Regions from separate parts of the Mus musculus genome. Here region 1 is linked to region 2. Evidence: chromatin contacts called from public promoter capture Hi-C data. All regions are on one chromosome and are shown on one strand. Each heading gives the region's core, a stretch centred on a gene start, on an enhancer-like site or on the middle of the called end of the contact. The rest is flanking DNA. Distances are from core to core; before and after follow the strand shown. Region 1 holds the start of Ebi3 (Epstein-Barr virus induced gene 3). Region 2 holds the start of Slc5a7 (solute carrier family 5 (choline transporter), member 7).

Region 1 (2,700 bases), core at 10-2,509, 1.7 Mb before region 2:
AGACAAAGGAACAGGAGCTTCCGTAGGCCATGTAGGACCTGTTATGCATGGAAGCATGAGCTCCTATACTTACTACAAACCCCAAGGTTCTTAGCTCAATTTCTAGATGAGAAAACTGAGGTTTTTTTGTTTTTTTGTTTTTTTTTTTTTTTGGTTTTTCGAGACAGGGTTTCTCTGTGTAGCCCTGACTGTCCTGGAATTCACTCTGTAGACCAGGCTGGCCTGGAACTCAGAAATCCACCTGCCTCTGCCTCCTAAGTGCTGGGATTAAAGGCGTGTGCCACCACTGCCTGGCCTGAGGTTTTTTTTTTTTTTTCTTCTTTTTTTCTAATTTCCCTTCTCTCCTTTCTCCTTCTCCTCCATCTCCCTCCTCTTCCTTCTTCCTCCTCCTCTTCCTCCTTCTGGAGGGTCTCACATAGCCTAGGCTGGCCTTGAACTGTGGATTCTGAAGAACTCCCTAGACTACCCACACCCCACACTTGTTCTGTTGCTTTAGAAGCAGGTTCCCAAGGGGCCTAGGCTGCCTCCTACCCTGAGTGGATCAGGACATTGGAATCTCTTGATACTTGGCTTCCTCCTATGTGACTGTGGATGACCCTGAACTCCTGAGAGCTTCATGGCAGGTGTGCCCCACTATACCCAGTATTGTCTACATTTCTTTTTCGTTTTCTTTTCTTTTACAGCTGCTGAGTCACAAAGGTGAGGCTTCAGGTTTCGGGTTTCTGAGAGTCAACTGTCTAGCTCCACAAATGTCTAAGTTCAAGGGTGCCTCTGCCTGGATAAATGAGGTTTTGAGGCTTCATGCCTCAGTTTCCCCATCCCTGTAGTAGAAGGAGAACAGGTCCAACGGGTATAGGTGTGAGTTCCCAGCTGATGGTAGATATGACCTTAAACTGAAAGGGAAGGACTAGTTCCCTCCGCCCAGGTGCCCCAGTCCCCCTGTGGTCACCTACCTGTTTCAGTGTAACCAGGGGAGCGGCTGGCCCAGAGGGCAAGTGACAGGAAGAGCAGCTTGGACATGCTCTGTGGCTCTGTTCCTTGGATCCGAGTTAGTGACCCATCAGAGAGAGGGTGAAGGACAGGGGACTCACACAGGGAACCTGGCCCCAGGGAAGGACCTGCCCAGTGTGGCTCAGTTGTCCAGTGTATGGGGCAGGAGATGATGATGGTGACGGGAACCCTGATTCTGTCACCAGCTGCTGTGTGTATGTGTGGGGAAAGGCCTTGAGGTAGAAGGAGGGCCCCAAAAGGGAGAAGTCACTGAGCAGCTTTCCTTCCGGCTGATGGCCAACGGGGAAGCCCCAGGAAGGGGCCTGAGGCACAGGGAGAGGAGGGAACTGAGAGAAACAGAGACAGAATCAGGGAGAGAGAGAGACAGAGACAGAGGGACAGAGAGACAGGGGGACACTGTTCTAGAAACTGGGTAGTGTTCCTCTCACCACTTACAATCTCACCCAAGCTGCATCAGGCCCCAGACAACAAGGAGCAACTACCACCTCCAGGTTGTCCCCAACTCCAGGGACACTGAACTGTGCAAGACACCTGTGCAGAATACCCAAGGAAACCCCCATGGAGAGGCTGAAGTCTCTGGGAACTCCAGGTCACTTGTGTCCCTTCAGCATCAACAGAGCTCAGAACCCTGGGGGATTCAGGGGGTTTGCCTAGAAACAGGGGGGTGGGGAGTGGCAGGAGTAGGAACAGAAAAAGGCATAACAATACTCAGGCTCAGGCATAACAATAGCCATTTGTCATCCTAGCATGTGGGAGGCTGAGATAGAAGGATGTCTGTGATTTTAACTCCAGCCAGATACACAGGGAGACTGCCATCTCAAAATAAAAGAAAAGAAAAAAAGTAAGAAAGGAAAAAATAATAATAGATGAGGGTCTAGGGCCTTGAGTTCAATTTACACACACACACACACACACACACACACACACACACACACACACACACGAACGCTACCACCAAAAGGAAAAAAAAACTCAAAAAACCCCAAGATGAACCAAAGTATTGAAGAAGAGTGAGAGAGTCATCTGTAATTATTTATTCACCTTTTAGCACTGATTGGAAGAGAACCCAAGACCTCAAATACACCATTCCAGCCCCAGCCCCTTCCTGGGGGTATAAAAGAAATAGGATTCACGCCCTGAGCCATAACTCCGTTTCCTGGTTTCTTTAGACATTGCATTGCATTCATACTTATTAACATACCTATGTTTTGGGTCCAGAAGCTCAGACTATGTTTTTAGCCCTCTTTGCCCCATCTTCACCCTTACCCAGTGCTCCAGACTAGTTCCATTTTTCTTGTCAATGAGTTTATACTCCTGGGGGATGGTTGGGGTGTAGGTGACATGTGCAGAGAATTGCAACATCCCAGGTATAGGGTGACAGGACTCAGAAAGTCAGAGTGTAGGGCGCCATTGGCAGAGTCAGCTGGGCACCACTAGTCAGATCCTAAGCTGGTCTCCCAGTCATGCACTCATCATGCACTGAGTGCAATGCTGGGAGCTGGGGGACTCGCCTGAATGACATGCAGGAGATGGTTGTGGTACAGTGCCATGCTCCCGGGCCTCTTCCTGTAGGCCTAAGAAATGGAGAGGAATGGGCAGAGGGATCTGGGGTTCAAGCTCATCATTTGATACATAGTGAATTTTAGGTCAGTCTGGACTACATGAAACCCTGCCTCAAAAGGAATGGAG
Region 2 (2,700 bases), core at 8-2,507:
CTAGTGATGTTCTGTGAGGACAGCCATCTCTCCTGTCTCTCTGTGCTTGAGTCACACTCTCTGACCTTAGCCCCATAAACTGGCACACTGTCTGAGACACTGCATTCCTGATCCCTGCCCTACTGCAACTGAAATATCTGTGTCATCACCTTAAGGAATATTCCAGAAGGAAAAAAATGTGTATTAATCTGTGGCCTAAGTTCAAAATCAGAAGTTAATTAGAATCAAAAGTAAAAGAAATCCCACCTAAAACACTGAGTGGTTAAATGAATTTCATGTCTGTCTTCTGTTAGTTTCTGTCTGAGCTCAAATAGGGTCTGTTCCATAGATAGATAGATAGATAGATAGATAGATAGATAGATAGATAGATAGATAGATAGATAGCAATTAGCTGGTTACAAACCTTCATTATGACAACTATCCACATAGGCCTCTGCCCTGTCCAGTAACAGGGGAAGTTACTGTTCACACAGAGAACAAAGGAATGGGGAATACAGTTAAAAGAGCCTCTATAAATCCAGTCTAAGATGGGAGCTAGTCTGCAGGTTAGCCTAGAGAGGTGGATAGCAGCTGAGTATGGACTTCACCTCGTTAGCTGTCAGATGCACTGTTTCACTGTTTAATAGACTGGCTCAGTAGATGTAGAAAGAAGTGAGAAAGTGGGCACAAAGCTGAGACTTTATGGCTTTCAATCTTTTCTTTTTCCTCACACCCATTCCATAACACCTCTCCCTGAAACACATTTAAAAGGTTGCAGAAGCAGCCCCCTCTACAATATATTCAACTGTTATAAGATAAAGCCCTTTAAAGACAGGTACAACAGATACATAAGTAATCCTGTCACAGAATACTAGATATGTAGTATGCTAGAAATGTAGTGCTAGATATATATGCATGCAAAAGATCTAAACCTGTTTGAAGTGATAGACTGAGTGCTTTTATAAGCTAGAGTGCTTGGCTTAGCTAGTAGGATGTTTCCTGTGGCTTACACACCAACTTTATTTTAAAGAACTGTGCACCTGTGAGAAAGTTTCATGGTGACCCCAGTTTTAAGTGAAGGGAATATGAATATAAAGCAAAGAGAAATAGGCTGACTAGTCTAAACCTTCCTAACATGTTTCTACAAAAAAACTAGCCAAGAAGGGCTTGAAAGCAACCCCTCTCTGAGGCCAACCAGAGACAGAGACAAGGCCCTTAACTGAGCTTGCATGTGGACACCTCAAGGCGGGGTTTGGAAGCTTCCAGTCTGCATCTGCAAGTGAAATCCTCCAAGTCCATTGCTGTCTTTTGCAACCCAGAAAGATAAAGTGGGCAGGTAGGCTGGGAAATGACCTTTAGTCTGGAGTCCTCCATTCTAGGGTAGCAGACGACTTGACTTGGGATGGGAACATGAACTTGGGCAAGTGCTGGATCTGAGCTTGGCTGTTCCCTCGCACCCCGGGCCACACCAGGGCACAGTCCGCAACTCACGCCCAGCACCACTTTGTTCTGACGTCCTTCTCCAGAGCTCTGACGATCGCCCCCGCCTTCCGCCCTTATAAAGAGACTTTTTCCAATACCCAGATCGATCGCTTCACCCCCTCGGAGTCCTCATCGGGCTCCTTGCCGGAGCCCCCTCCACTCACCTCGAGCCTCCCTCCCTCCGTGTCCCTCACAGCCCGGGGCTCAAGGGGCTCCTGGACCCCTAAAGCAGCTCCGGGTGACGCAAAGGTAAGAGCCCTACGGGAACAAGAGCTAGGGCCACACCCTCGGGGCCGCCCGGGAAGGATCGACTCTGCCTGCTGGGGATGTCCCCTCCGCTCAGTTAAGAAGCACTTGTGGCTCTAGGGGTGCTAGCGACTGTAGGAGTCTGGATTCAGGAGATCCAGAGCTCAGAGGCAAAGGGGAGCAGGGCGCGGGGGAGTTTGGGCGGAGGGGAAATTTGGTGGCTCTGGGCTCACAAAGGCGGAGCCCACCCGGTCCGGGGCGCTCCAGAACATCCCGGAGGTGAGTGCTTGCAGCCAGAACCCGCTTGCAAAGCTCAGACCCCCTCCCACAAAAACTTACGCCTGTGAACTGGGGTGAAGGAAATAGCACTGGTTTGTTCAGTATAAGAGAACAGGAATTCCGTAAGATCAAGCTTTATTTTAAAAGTTGACATCAGTCCTCTTCGTTCGCGTTTTCGTATCTGTGACTGTGGTTTATATATTGCCTTATTTTAAAATCCTCTTCTGTAGAGACCGGGATGATGAGGCGCGGGGTGGGGGTGGGGGTAGGAGTGAGGGTGGGGTGGGGGTGGGGGTGGGGTGGACATGATATGAACTAAGGACAAAGGAAGATTGAGAGATTGAGAGGGTCCTTCTTTTAAACAAGGAAAACATACTTAGTTGTCACAGTAAATTGATTTTAAAAAGGATTTTCCTAGTTTGTTTGTTTGTTTTTGGGGGGGGGGCGTTGTTTTTGTTTTAGTGTTTTTGGAGGGGGTATTCTGGCCAGATATTTTATATTGAGTTACTTTTGGACCTGTTTCCTGAGGTCTGAAAGGATAAGTAAAGAATGAAGAATGAACAGAGAGAGAGAGAGAAAGAGAGAAAGAGAGAAAGAAAGAGAGAGAGAGAGAGAGAGAGAGAGAGAGAGAGAGAGGAGAGGGGAGGGGAGGAGGAAAGGGGGGAAGAGAGAGAGGGAGGGGGAGGGGGGAGACTTTCTTGGAGTATTCCTTTA

Evidence for each region. Promoter capture Hi-C pulls out the DNA fragments that hold promoters and counts their contacts.
Region 1: a promoter capture Hi-C map of embryonic stem cells shows a contact between it and region 2, with 4 times the contacts expected there. The contact joins the promoter of Ebi3 here to the promoter of Slc5a7 in region 2. A contact is called at or near these places in 2 of 39 promoter capture datasets (the 3T3-L1 cell line and embryonic stem cells).

What each region holds. Positions count from the first base shown.
Region 1 is chr17:55,951,182-55,953,881 of GRCm38.p6, reverse strand. Ebi3 (Epstein-Barr virus induced gene 3) reads right to left here and starts at 1,259. Exons shown (of 5, transcript NM_015766.2): 1 at 954-1,259. The coding sequence starts at 1,020. It also overlaps a transcript of Zfp119b not described here.
Region 2 is chr17:54,297,591-54,300,290 of GRCm38.p6, reverse strand. It overlaps Slc5a7 (solute carrier family 5 (choline transporter), member 7), which reads left to right and starts at 1,257. Exons shown (of 9, transcript NM_022025.4): 1 at 1,257-1,710.